2 separate regions of the Sus scrofa genome follow, and region 1 is linked to region 2. Evidence: chromatin contacts called from public Hi-C data. All regions are on one chromosome and are shown on one strand. The core of a region is the stretch at or near the end of the contact, and the rest is flanking DNA. Distances in the headings are between cores, read along the strand shown. Region 1 has its middle 25 kb from the start of C4H1orf68. Region 2 holds the start of KPRP (keratinocyte proline-rich protein).

Region 1 (7,156 bases), core at 4,445-6,944, 45 kb before region 2:
GCTCACATTCACAGCAGTCAGGGTTCTGGTGCCGGCGCCGGTGGAAGAGATGGGGCCTGTGGTGGCTCAGGCAGCAGCCCCCATGCCCAGAGCTGCAGCAGCCCCCTCCCCCAGAACTGGAGCCACAGCAGCCGCCAGAGCTGCCACTGCAGCAGGAAGAGATTGGAGGGCACTTGGGAGGGCACTTGGGGGGACACTTAGGGACGGGGCACTTGGGGGGGCACTTGGGAGGGGGCTGGCACTGCTGCTGGTTCTGCTGGCAGGACATCTTGGCAGTTCAGTCAACCTGGAAGAGGGTAATGGCATGGTTTTGTTAGGTTCGATCCAGAGTTGTGCTTTTTTACCTCCATTAAAACCAATCTGTGGTCGGTAAAATCTAGAACACCCAGAAAACCATCCAGAAGGAAAGAATATATATCCTTTAGTTACAAGCACATAGATTTAAATCCAGATGTGGTAAACATCTGATTCCCCTTGGAAGCAGGGATTTCTCCATCTTCACCAGCCTGCGTGCGGTATTCGAGTTGGCAGAGCGCCATTGTCTTCATATAAAATAAACCCCTCATCCCCTTGAGGTGACCCAGGCCTTTTAGCTCAGGGCAGCTTCCAGAGTGGGGAAGCACCAAGGACATTTTAAGCCATGATCTTCTCATCTGGATTTTATTCCTGCTCAGTGTGGCAGGAATCAAAGCCTTGATCCTCTTTCCTCAGTCTCCCTCTTTCCTCCCCACCTCTGTTCTGCTCTTCACCTCCCAGCTGTCACCTCCTTCCCTGTCCTGCTCAGAGCCTCCTGGCTCAATTTCCCACTCACCCTGGTCACAGGCAGGAGCACACAGTGGTCCCTGGGGAGTCAGAGGTGATGAGAGGCTAGAGCCAGGATGTCTTTTATAGGCTCCAGGCTTGGCTCTGGGAGGCCCAGGAGGTGGCTCTTGCACAACCAGACACGTGCTGGGTCATTCCTGACATTCTCCTGCCTCAATGTGCCTGCCTCCCAGGAGGCCTTGGGAACTCCCAGAACCCCCCCCCCCCCCACCACCACACACACACACACTTTGGGGCAGGGTCTAAGGGCCTTTACCAGCCACAGTGTCCCAGGCTAGAATCCTGGAGAGTAGACTTGGGACCTCTGGATAAAGACTCTATGTGTCCCCTTAAAATTCTCAGGTCAAAGTCACAGTTTGTTCATTTAAAGTTTTTTTGTTTCTGGGGAAATACTCCATTCTGATTCCCTCCCACACTTCAGGTGGATCTTTTAAGTCTGCTTTAAGTACGAGCCATTCTCGGGCTGTTGGCTCAGGAGCCCTGAATTGGAAGAATCCTCTCCGTCCACGCATCCTTCCTGGGTCTGTGCTTTCAGTGGGGACTCTGGGTCTCCCTTCCCCCTCTGACATCCCCTAAGAGGCAGTCACATAGTCTTGATTTCTTTGTGTTGTAAAGACTGATGACTGAACTGATTTAGTCAAGGCAATGACCCCTTAACTCAGTGAGAAACAGGCAGGCTAGGGAGGGCAGATCTCTGTGACAAAATAGTCGGGGAGCCCGGGGTACATTTTAGCTCTAGTATATAACCTTTGAAATATCTATCCGTGTCCTAAGTAATAGGGGTCTTTTCTCAAAATTATGATCTTATTCATTGGTTTGAATGTTAACGAAAAGACGGAAAGACATGCCTTGTCGTGTGTTTGGCATCTAGAAGATGCTTAATAACGTAGTAAAGTAAATGGCTGGCCTCTTTTCCTTACATGCAAACTAGAGGGGGTCCCAGCTCTCAAAAAGCTTATTCCTAAACTGTAATAAGAGCCCTGGGAAAGGTGTGCCATACTACGGGCTTCTGAACAGGAAGCTCCACTATTGCTGGCCCAGGTGGGAGCAGGGGGTGATGGTGAGTAAGGGAGTGAGCGGGGCTTGCCAGTGAGTGATCGGAAGAGCTTGGATTAAACAGATTAATGTATTCACTTTGAGATCACGCTCTGTGCTGCTCATCATGCTAGGGACAGAGCCGTAAACGAAATAGAGATGGCTTCATCACTGAGGTCCCAGGGAGAAGAGTAGGTGACCTCTACATCCCTGTCAACCTAGAGGTGCCTGGTCTCCAGTTTACTTATCAAGTAGTGAGCCTTCCCCCACCCCCTCCCCCCAACCTTTCAGGTCCAGGCTAGAATGAATCAACACATGAACAAAGCCTTTAGTTAGCCCGACCCTCAGCAATTTTGGATGGCATCTGGGCACATCTGTCAGGAACCAGGGATTTAGGGATGGATCAGACACAACTTCTGCCCTGAGAAGCTCTCAGTCCATTAGGCTTTTTGGAATGCTTCTTCGCTTGAGAAAAGTCCATGAGATCTAAAGAAGATTGTACGGAATCGCATCTCCTGAATCATTATTTTGCAATGAGGTTTGTGGGGCCCTTTGACGCGTCCACCCTGTCTTAGCTTGGTCATCCCGAGTTTCCTCATTCTCTGAGAGGTGTTCGTAATCACGATGGGGTGAGAGTAGGATAGGCTTGAGTGTGTGTTTATGTGAGGGGTGTGTGTGTGTGTGTGTGTGTGTGTGTACACCCACGTGTGTATACTTAGAGATTGAATTAAAAAAAAATAACAAGGAGTTCCCGTTGTGGCGCAGCGGAAACAAATCTGTCTAGTATACATGAGGATGTGGGTTCAATCCCTGGCCTCGATCAGTGGGTTAAGGATCCGGCGTTGCTGTGAACCGTGGTGTGGGTTGCAGATGCGGCTTGAATCCTGAGTTGCTGTGGCTGTGGTGTAGGCTGGCAGCTGTAGCTCCGATTCGACCCCTAGCCTGGGAACCTCCATATGCCGCGGGAGCGGCCCTAAAAAGCAAAAAAAAAAAAAAAAAAAAAAAAAGGCAGAAAGAAAAAAAATCAACAAGAGCCAACTCCTCTGGTTGTCAGTAGCCAGAGAATAGAAAAGTCCTAGACCTTTGGAGTCCATTTTCCCTTTTGTGTTTCTCATCCTCGAACCATAAGGAAAGCACTGTGAACAGTGCCAGCGCGCTGTGTCCTCATCGGACTGGGCTGCACTGGCTTCCTCTTTGGTATTTTTTTTTCATGTTTAAGTCCACAGTCTGGATGCCATCAGAACGTGAGGCCTAGTGAGCACAGAAACACTTTTTAGGTCCTTATGGGGTTCGGCAGGATACCTGGCACACTTGGTTCTTTAAATAAATCAATGTAATAGATGCATATATAAATAACAATGAATGCCAGGGTGAAACCTGCCTCCAAGGCCGCTGAGCCTGGGAATGAATAACCTCCAGGAAGGCATCTCGGACTGTCTCCTGGATCTCTTCACTGAATGTCTTGCTAGGACCTCAGATCTATAGCCCTCTCATCATTTGTTCTCTCTCCATCCCGTGATCAATTCCCTGGTCATGGGGCTTGATATCTTGATGTAATCCTGGGCTTATTTACTTCTCCATTGTACATATACAGTTCTTGTAGCTTTTTCCTGAAAAAAATCCTTTTAAACCTTTCTGCCCTCTCATTCCTTCTATCCTGCCCCATCTGGGACAAGTGTCCCAAGCCTGGAACCACAAGTGTGGCCGCCCATCTCATAAGGGCCTGGCGTGCAGTGATCCAGGGCTTTGGAGCCTCAGCCCCATGACCAGCTTCTTGGGAATCTCAGGCCATCCGAGGCTCATCTTCCGGAAAGGGTGTGACTTGCTGAAGGCCCTGTCAGTTGGTGGGAAGCCTGGGGATGACCATGGCTTTCTAGAAGGGAATGTCAGGAATGGCCCTACTCCTTCCTTGGTTGTGCAAGAGCTGCTGCTCCTGCAACTTCCAGAGATAAGGCTCACCTCTGAGCCCAGCCTGGCATCTCCCTATAAAAGGCATCCCTGGTCCTTCTTCTTTATCCTTTCTGACACCTCAGGAACGAGAACTAACTCCAAGGCTGGTCCTGGTAAGTGGAATCTGTCCAAGCCTGAGGGAGGGCTCTGGATTTTATGGAAAAGAGGGACCTGGAGCACATCCCAAATGTGGTGAATGAAAGAGCAGCACAGAGTGAGGAGGCTGGGTGAGGGGTTGAAACATGGCAGGAGTTCTGGAAAAAGCAAGGATCAGCCTTGGGGAGCAGAGATCTTGTGGCCAGTGGGAGAGGGAGCATCTTCTTCAAGGCTCTGTGGATTGTCCCCTGGACATCAGATTTCACACCTCTGCTCGATGCACATACAGAGGATGGGCCTCTGCTTAGTTGTGAACTCATTTGATGGGATAAGATGATGGGGATAAACTAGTGACAAACTGATCTTTGTACACAGCATACAGTCCATGCACAGGACTTGAATGCCAACTGTATGCAATTGTGGGACTTTGGGTCTGGAGTGAGAGTAGGCTGTACAAACATGTTACTGGAAGACTGGTAATGGTTTGAGAATAGCTAATGGTTTAGTCTGTGCTGATGGATTTTCATTTTACTTTAAGGTTGCTTTAACTTCAGTTGAGATGTCCTGCCAACAGAACCAGCAGCAGTGCCAGCCCCCTCCCAAGTGCCCCACCCCTAAATGCCCCCCCAAGTGCCCTCCCAAGTGTCCTCCAGTCTCTTCCTGCTGCAGTGGTAGCTCTGGCGGCTGCTGTGGCTCCAGTTCTGGGGGAGGGGGCTGCTGCAGCTCTGGGCATGGGGGCTGCTGCCTGAGCCACCACAGGCGCCGCAGGTCCCACCGCAGACACCAGAGCTCTGACTGCTGCAGCCAGCCCTCGGGGGGCTCTGGGTGCTGTGAAGGCTCCGGGGGCTGCTGCTGACCCAGACCTTGGGTGTCACAGACATCTGTAGGAGAGACCTCAAGACAGGACCTGCTCTAGATTGAAGCTTCCCCTGCTCCCTCTTCTCTTCCTGGGGCTGAGAGGGCCTATGAAGCGCCCTGTTTGTTCTGATGGCCCAAGGTTTATACTGGATCCTGAGTTCCCTCCCCCCCCGCCCCGCCCCCCGCTCACACAATAAAGCTCTGTTGCCTCTTTACATAGTCCCTTCTTTCATTCTCCTTAAATCTCTTACAGCCCAGAGTCCCTGCAACACACCTGCATAGGATGCTTTGGTCTGAGAAAGGGTTAAGCTAGAAGAATTTTTTCCAGAAGGGTAATTACATAAGAACAATTGCATCATAGCGTTTCTCAATGGGATTGTCCTGAGTAATCATAGACTGTGTGACACAGGTCCTCTCACTCAGGAGGTCACCAGGAGAGCCTGGGAGCCCCCAGGATAAACACTTTGGACCATGAGCACCCTGGTCCGTTTAGCCCACCACATTGTGTATAAATTAATTTTCTGTACACGGTAACCATGGCGGTTAAAAATCATTTGGAATGCAAAGAGATGGAGAAAGATGTATTTAATAGAACTCCTTTCATTTAATTTTAAGTACTTGGTGTGAGGAGTTCTCTTGTGGCACAGTGGGTTAAGGATCTGGCATTGCCACTGCAGCAGTTTGGTTCCATCCCTGGTCCAGAAACATCCATATGCCGGGGGCACGGCTGAAAAAATAAATAAATAAAAAGAAAAATAAATACTTGGCATGAGATTTGCTACCCTGGAGGGACAGGCCTGGTTGGTAACTCCTTACCACTCACCTGCCTTTGGAGGGGGTGAGTCTGCTTCATTGTCTTCATTCATGCTCCAGCTTCTCCTTTAAACACATGTTAAATAAATGTTTAAACAACAGAGGCTGAAGGGCGCCCAGAGTCTGAGCCTGCCCAGTGCTCTTGGCTCAGTCTAGGGCTAAAGGAGACAGAGAGCAGCCTGAGGGCACAGGGGTTAAGAACCTGGGATCTGAGCCAATGTCCCACTTTCCTTTCTGCCACCTGGCTCATGGCTGAGGTTCAGGCAACTCGGACCATCAAAATGTGATACTTCCATGCTTCAAAGGACCCTATCAAGAAAGTGAAAAGACAGCCCACAGAATGGGAGAAAGTATTTGTAAATCATAAATTTGATAAAAGATTATATACAGGCAGAATATATAGGAACTTGAAAACTCGATAATAAAAAAGATGTAATAACCTGATTAAAAATGGATGAAAGGGAGTTCCTGTCGTGGCGCAGTGGTTAACGAATCCGACTAGGAACCATGAGGTTGCGGGTTCGATCCCTGCCCTTGCTCAGTGGGTTAATGATCCGGTGTTGCCGTGAGCTGTGGTGTAGGTCGCAGACACAGCTCGGATCCTGCGTTGCTGTGGCTCTGGCATAGGCTGGTGGCTACAGCTCCGATTCGACCCCTAGCCTGGGAACCTCCATATGCCGCAGGAGCGGCCCAAAGAAATAGCAAAAAGACTAAAAAAAAAAAAAAGGATGAAGGATCTGCACTGACATTTCTCCCAGAAGATACATAAATGGACAACGAATGGCACATGAAAAATTGCTCAACATAAATAGTTATCAGAGTAATGCAAATCCAAACTAGAATGAGATTCCACTTCACATCTACTCATTAACAGATGCAAACTATTGCATTTGGAATGGATAAGTCATGAGATCCTGCTGCATAGCCCAAGGAACCATATCTGATCACTTGTGATGGAACACGATAGAGGATAATGTGAAAAAAAAAAAGAATGTATGTATATGTATAACGGGGTTACTTTGCTGTACAGCAGAAATAGGCAGAACATTGTAATTCAACTATAATAAAAAATTAACAGAGAGTCAGTACGATAGGCTGAATGTATCTGGAAAATATTTGTACCTTGTCCTGCCCCGGGTGGAGGAGCTGTCAATAGGACCACCGTGCCTAGCTTCTGGGGATCACATCCTATGTCACATTCCCTGTTGACCCACTGTCGCCTTTCCTTGTACCTCCTGGACCAGAGCTGCTCTGCTCCTGTCCTTTCACTATAGGGTAATTTCTCCTCCCTCATCCCACTTCCAACCAGTTCTCTGGGTAATCGTGGATGGGGAAGGTAGAAAGAAGGGCCCTTCCTGAGGAAGCAGGGAGCCTCTGTCATACTTCACTGTCTCTCCCTCAATAGCCTTGAGCTGAAACTACTGAGGCCATTTAAGAGTCCTAAACTAAAGCTTCTGCAATGACTACTCTAAACATCATAAGTCCCTCAAGCTCACTATGGACCTCCATAGTTTTTTTTTTTTTTTTGTCTTTTTGCCTTTTCTAGAGCTGCTCCTGCGGCATATGGAGGTTCCCGGGCTAG
Region 2 (7,351 bases), core at 4,556-7,055:
CAATATATTGCGAGTTCCTTTTTCTACATATCTGCCTCAACACTTGTTATTACCTATCTTTTTAAATTACCATCATCCTAGTGTATAAGAAGTATTATGTCACTATGGTTTTGATTTGCATTTCCTTAAGGACAAGTGGTGTTAAGCATCATTTCATGTGCTTATTGGCCATTTGTATATATTCTTTGGAGAAATATCAATTAAGATCCCATTATCTATTTTAAAATTGTAACAGCCTTGATATCTTTTTATTATTGAGTTGTTAAGTGTTCTTTATACATTCTAGATACAGGTCCTTTTCAGATATATAATTTTCAAATATTTTCTCCCATTCTGTGAGTCAGATTTTCACTTTCTTTATGGTATCATTTATAGCATAAGAGTTTTTAAAATTTTTATGAAACCCAGTTTTTCTACTTTTAAAATTTTGTCCCTTATGCTTTTGGTGTTGTATCTAAGAAATCATTGCCTAACCCAGCAACATGAAGATTCACTTCTATATTATCTTCTAAGAGTTTTATAGTTTTAGCTCTTACATTTAGGTCTTGATCTGTTTTTAATTCAGTTTTTGCATAAGGTATGAAGAGTCATATATAGTAGTCCTTAGATGTCAGAGCAGGATTGATCGCAGGACCCCCTCTGATACCAAAATCCGAGAATGCTCAAGTCCCCTATGTAGAATGTGTAGTATTTGCAAATAATCTATGCTCATTCTCTATTTACTCTAAATCATCTCCAGATAACTTATAATAACTAGTACAATGTAAATCTTATGGAAATAGCTGTCAGCTCACAGCGAATTCAAGTTTTGTTTTTGAAACTTTTGAGATATTTTCAAAAAATATTTTTGATCTGGGATTTGTTGAATCCATGAAGGCAGAACCTGCAGATACAAAAAGGCAACTGTATTTTATTTTGTTTTATTTTGGGCCACACCCACTGCATATGGAAGTTCCCAGGCTAGGGGTCAAATCCAAGTTGTAGCTGCTGGCCTATGCCACAGCCATAGCAATGCGGGTTCTGAGCCATATCTGTGACCTACACCACAGCTCACGGCAACGCCAGATCCTTAACCCATTGAGCGAGGCCAGGGATTGAACTTGTGTCCTCACAGAGACTATATCAGGTCCTTAACCTGCTGAGCCACAATGGGAACACCTTAATGTCTTTGTGCTAATAAAAGAGATTTATAAAGAATAATGATGTTTTACAGTAATAAATTTACCACAAGATTAAATTTAGGTAGTTTATCATTTAAACCCACAGCAAACAATTCAAACATAAAAAGTAAGCCTATATATTTACATTAAATTTAATCAGTGAATCTCACCTTCTTTCTAGCCAACTCATGTTTACAGAGTTCTTTGCTAGTATCCAATTAGATAACCAACTCTTAGTTGGCTTCAGGGACATATTACAAGACAGAGTTTCATAATGTCATTGAACAAACATTTAATGGGCAATTTCTAGGAACCTGGTTTTCTGCTAAGCACAGTTTTCTGCCACCAGAATATTTCATCATCCAGTGAAGAAACCAGACTTATCAGCAAAAAAGTGCAATATTTGTAGATCCTAGAAAAGAAGACTGTTTGGGGCCCCCAAATGGCTCATTTTACCTGGGGTGGTGGTGAGAACAGAGCCAAGTAAAAGTGATGGAGACATTTGTTTTGAGCTGAATATGAGGAAAATATTAGTAGACTTTGGCATACAAAAGGCTTTGGAGTAGGTGGAGGGAAGGGAGCAGGAAAGAGTGTTCTTAGCAGAGGAAAGAATTCTGAGAAAAAGCAGTGAAACAAAGTGTCAGCCTATACTGAGGGTACTTGTGAGGAGTGGGATGTAGCTAAAACCTTATCTGTAACAAGAGACAGACTGACATCTGATGTGTCTTTGCCAGTGAGCCTCCTTTAGTGTTCTCTGAATCAATGGATATTGGTACCCCATGATGCTCTCTTGGTAACATTCTATGAGGCCGAGGATCTGGTTAAGCAGGACTCTCCATTCACTGGTTAAGCAGGACTCTCCATTCACCACTGTGACAACTGTCTGAGGGTTTACTCTGATTTAAAATGTAGTTGGGGGAGTTCCCGTGGTGGCGCAGTGGTTAACGAATTCGACTAGGAACCATGAGGTTGCGGGTTCAATCCCTGGCCTTGCTCAGTGGGTTGAGGATCCAGCGTTGCCGTGAGCTGTGGTGTAGTTTGCAGATGCGGCTCAGATCCCATGTTGCTGTGGCCCTGGCGTAGGCTGGTGGCTACGGCTCTGATCAGACCCCTAGCCTGGGAACCTCCATATGCCACGGGAGCAGTCCAAGAAATGGCAAAAAGACAATAAATAAATAAATAAAATGTAGTTGGTTGAGTTTTGTCTTAGATGCAGAATTCTATTATCATGTGATGGTGTGAGCATTGCAGGATAGTCAGTAAGCCCTTCAGAAGCTCCAAGTTCCCTGTATAAGAAGTACAACTTGCCTAGCCTGGTTTCTATCCTCTCAATGGAAAACACATTTATTACTATTAACTGAGCAACATTATCGAGTTTGCAAAATGTGAAAAAGAGGTAAAGCAGATATATAATGTCCTACTGCCTCAGTTCTGTACATTGACCATTTATGCTCTTCCAACCTAGCCTCTCTCTCTGTATTCCTCCTCTATATCTTTACATCTTTTCATATATCTATTTGATGCCTCAGTTACTATCCTTATTGTGCTTGCTTTGTCTTTTATCTTTTTTAATTTTTAATTTCTCTCTCTCTTTTTTTTTTTTTTTTTTCTTTTTTGGTCTTTTTAGGGCTGCGCCTGCAGCACATGGAGGTTCCCAGGCTAGGGGTTGAGTCGGAGCTGCAGCTGCTGGCCTACACCACAGCCACAGCAACTCGGGATCCAGGCCATGTCTGCAACCTACACCACAGCTCACGGCAATGCCGGATCCTTAACCCACTGAGCCAGGCCAGGGATGAACCCGAGTTCTCATGGATACTAGTCAGGTTCATTAACCACTGAGCCACAATGGGAACTCCATTTTGTCTTTTATGTTGTAATGCCTGTGTTAAGGGTGGTTGCAGAGAGATTTGGAGAGCTCTTCTGCTCTGTTTACTATTAGCTTTTCTTGGTTCCCCCTGACATAGTCCTTAGGTGTCCTTGTTTCTTATCTATTAAACAGCCACACTCAATTTGTACCATTTATACTTCTGTATTTTTTTAAATCTATAACTTCATCTCTACCTTTTGTAATATAATTTATTATATATATCTTCTTTTTATAATTTTTGTACATAGATAGTCAGCTCTCTCGATATCTTTATATCAATTTTTGTAAATCACTACTTGTAGATTCATACCATCATTATTTGTAGATTCATATTGTTATATTTCTAGCCATATATATTTCAATTGACATCTATCTATAATATTGTTGAAAACTCTAACACCTAGCCTCACGTCATCATCAAGACATAACTTCCAGGCTCTTTCTCGTAACTCTGCTCACTTCTCTTTGTAAAAAGCAAGAGCAGGAAAAAACAGGGGTTGCAGAGCTCTTGGTCTATGGATTGAACAATATCAGCTCACTCTCTAGTGGTTAAAAATGTGTGAACCAAGCCCAATTTCATGCCTTTCTTCCATCAGCTATCCATCCATCCATCAACAGACTCCTAGTAAGTCAGGAATGTAGGGATGCAAAGATGAGTAAGATAGGGATTCTCTCTTCCAGAGGAGCACATTCTATCGAGATGAGTGGGAAAGACACAGCTTTTAGGATTCATAATTCACATTCTGGTGGTCACACAGCTGGTCTGTGTTTTCCCTTTTGTGTTTTCACTGATTTATACCTACTTTCTAGGCCAATATCAAGCTTGGGGCTATCCAAGTTCAGAGCATCTTGGCTAAATTGTGTGATCAGAGAAATAATTTCTAATAGAATGAAAGAGGCCTAGTCTGAGATGAGAACTAACTGGAGCCTTGTTCTTCCAAGGCAGCCATTAGCTTTAGGTCCTAAACAGGTTCCTCTCTCTGGGCTTCAGAATCCCCACCTGTAGAATGTAAGGTGGAGTCAGATAATTCCTGGGGTCCTTATTGCTGTGACCTTCTGAAAATCTGTGATCCCACTCAAGTTTGTACTGATGGTGTCCAGAGACTAGGGATCTTGACCTTGCCTGGTTGGTCTGGGCAGAGGCTTCCCCATGGGATGGATTTCACAGCCATGACTGGCATGTGCACTGTAGGCCACAAAGCACTTTCATAGCCATTATCTGATTTTATCTTCATGAGAACCTGGTGAAGCAAATATTTTCACTCCCAACTTCATATGAGGAAACTAAAGCCCAGAGAAATAAATGGCTAATGAGGTGCTAAGTACTTTAGATCAATTATCTCATTTAATTCACACATTAATCCTATGACTTTTCTAATTCTTCTTCCTCCTTTTTTTCCTCTTCTTTACTCTTCCTCTACCTCTTCCTCTTTCTCCTCCTTCTTCTTTTACTTCTTCCCATTTCATAGTTAAGGTAGCTGAGGCTTATGGAGGTTAAGGAGTTTTAATCCCCATTTGCAAGTATTAGAGTTCATATTTAACCCCAAGCCTATCTATCTTTCAAGTCTCTGCTCATAATCTTTGTCAGAATCTTCAATGCCCACAGAAGCTGGAGGTTTTACATAAACAAGTAAAATGGTACAGGCAGAGAGATTATTTCACTTTCCTTTAATTTCACCCAAGAAAAATAAGAGGGCAAATAAAACAACAAAAGGAAACCTACACTTGACATTGCATTGTGGATATAATCAAGAGTGTATATGCCCTATTTAAGAGGGGCGGCTATTAATTAATATTATGGAAGGTAGGCTCATCTATGCCAGACCTTTTGACCTTAGAAGAAAAGGTAGATATCTGGAATCTTAGTAAAGTCTCCCTCTTTCTGAATTTAATGATTGCTAATAAAATTATGTAAGTGAAAACTATGTTCACACAAGGGAAAAAGGCATCCCATCTTGACGGTATCTGGCTCTCAGGATGCCAGGTTATTATTACTGTTCTGCGCTATGCTCTGTTCAAGCTTTAGCTTAGCACCTGCTGTAAAGCCATCAGGTTGCTCAGCTCAGGACTGGGATGAAGCAGGCAACCATCAGTCCAGATGTGTCTGTTGCTCAGGGCCAGCGTTCATTCTGAGAGGATGCTAGATATTCTTGTCTGGACACTTTTGTATAAAACAATTGCCTTCATTCTTACCACAACTCAGGAAAATAGATTTAATTATCTCCATTTTGCATATAAGTGAACTAATATTCAGGTTGGTTATAAAGGTCACAGTTGTAAGTAGCCAAACCTGGGATGTTAGACTCACTTCTGACCTAATATACTCTTCATGCTATAGAGTTGCCTCTATCTTTGAGATGATTTTAATTGCCTATGATTTATTTTCAAGAGAGAATCCCACCTCTTTTATATCTATTTGGTGAGAATCTGAGACAAGGAGGAGGGTAGGGGCCTGGAATCATCTTCTAAGAGAGAAGATACCTTTGTCACCCTCATCATCCCCACCACCAGGTGGTCTAGGGACAGAGAAAAACCACTGGGGTGAAAAAGGAGGAAGAAAACAAGAATCTGTTCGTTAATAGGTCAGAAGCTTTGACACTAAGGCGAGACACTCCCACATTCTGTAGGTGACTCCCAGGACAGGCATACAGGGAGGGGACTGCTTGCTGGAATGCCAAGCTGGGTGATGCCAGGCAGATGCCAACCAGTTGTCTCACGGTCCAAGCCATACCCAGAAGCCTTTATATAAAGACAGCCCAGTGTCCAGATGCCTCAGCCTTAATGACTGCTTGCCTGTGAGGAGGGTGAGTCTAGGGTTTGGGTTCTGGGATTGGGGTCTGGATGATGTTCAGGGGGTGCCCAGATTCATAAGGGTGAGGCATAGTGAGGGGAGAAACTGGGAGCAGAGGAAGAGAGATATATCCTTCAGAGGAGAAGAGTCTAGAAGGATGGAAGAAGAGTTTCCATGGAGTTTGGGTAAAGAACTGGGGTGCTGAAGTCAGTGTATTTTTCTTGGATAATCCTAGGCTTATCCTCGGGTACCACTTTCCTTCCTCAGGATCTCTCTCTCTGGAAAAGATGCGTTGGTAATTTACACCTTGTAAGTAAACGTGTGTGAAGGAGGGTTCCTTAAGGGCATATATACTTATTCTCTACAAATGGACAATGGAAAGCTTGGGTCCTCATTAGAAGTATTTCAATATGTGTTTTGTTGGGAGATGTGTTTTGTTGGGTGAGCTAATTGTTAAATCAGGTCCTGTGCTCTGCCAGTCACACACAGGTGACCAGGCACATTTGGGGAGGTAAGAGGAGTGGGGACTGCCCTCAGTTTCTCCCTGGATAAGTGTGGTGGTGAAGAGCATGTATGGATCCCCCATATGGTGTTTGTAACACATGGAGAACCTTATGTGTGCCTGAATGTCAGTCTCGTGGTTTAGGAAAGTAGCACTTTCTGGGTTACCCCAAGTTAGGTAGTCACAGCCTGCCTCTCAGAGGGGCTGGAGGTAAAACATTTATGAGTTTAGCAGACCACCCAGTTCAGTGATTAACATCAGGTTGGTCCTGAGCCTTTCCAAGGATCGTGTGCTTGGTATGTTCTTGTTTAGCATACGTCCATGAGGGCTTGTTTAAGCAAATTCACCTAAAAAGCTTGAATAGAGAGAAACAAACATTTTATGTTGGATTTGAGCTGCCCAGTAACTGACTGGATCCTTTACTCTCCAATAACATGCTTCTTTGAGCATAGATGGTACCAGTGGGCTTGTTCCATATGTTCATTTTTGCATGTTTACACATAAGTGTGTGTGTATGTGCTGCCACTGTGTATGCTTGAGGATATCTAAGCTCCTGTGTGTGCAGTTCCCACTTTGGGCCACAGCTCTGGGAGGATGGTTTGTCTCTATTTCCTGCGGAGTTCCCTCCCTCGTCTTAGGACCTGAGGAAGTGGTGGAATCCTCTTGTCATCAGCGCCCTCTTGTGCTGGACACTGGTGTGCCCACCTGCAATCCTGGCTGTGCCTTTGAAGCTCCCTCTGGTTGGGTCCTTTGGCAGATCCAAGGCAGCTCTTGAGGGCAATGACTAATCTTGGGTCCAGCTAACTCGGTAAGGATTCTTGAATGCAAATCAAGGGTAGGGGAAGAAAGACCAGGGAAGAAGCAGGTGTCTTTTCATTGGTCCTGGTCCCTCTTCCTCAACAACTCTCACCCTCTTGACCCTGGTCTTTCTACCCTCAGGTTCTGCTTAGCTGCCCATCAGAACCATGTGTGACCAGCAGCAGATTCAGTGTTGCCTGCCGCTCCCACAGTGCTGTGTGACAGGTTCCTCC

What was found. Hi-C and Micro-C count contacts between places; a contact is called where the count stands out from the background.
Region 1: a Hi-C map of liver shows a contact between it and region 2, with 2.4 times the contacts expected there. A contact is called at or near these places in 1 of 5 promoter capture datasets (liver) and 8 of 47 Hi-C or Micro-C datasets (embryonic fibroblasts, liver, skeletal muscle and 1 more).

What each region holds. Positions count from the first base shown.
Region 1 is chr4:96,797,204-96,804,359 of Sscrofa11.1, reverse strand. No RefSeq gene overlaps it. Among named protein-coding and RNA genes, the nearest start is that of C4H1orf68, 25 kb to the right of the region's middle.
Region 2 is chr4:96,752,008-96,759,358 of Sscrofa11.1, reverse strand. KPRP (keratinocyte proline-rich protein) reads left to right here and starts at 5,805. Exons shown (of 2, transcript XM_013997107.2): 1 at 5,805-5,831; 2 at 7,260-7,351. The coding sequence starts at 7,286.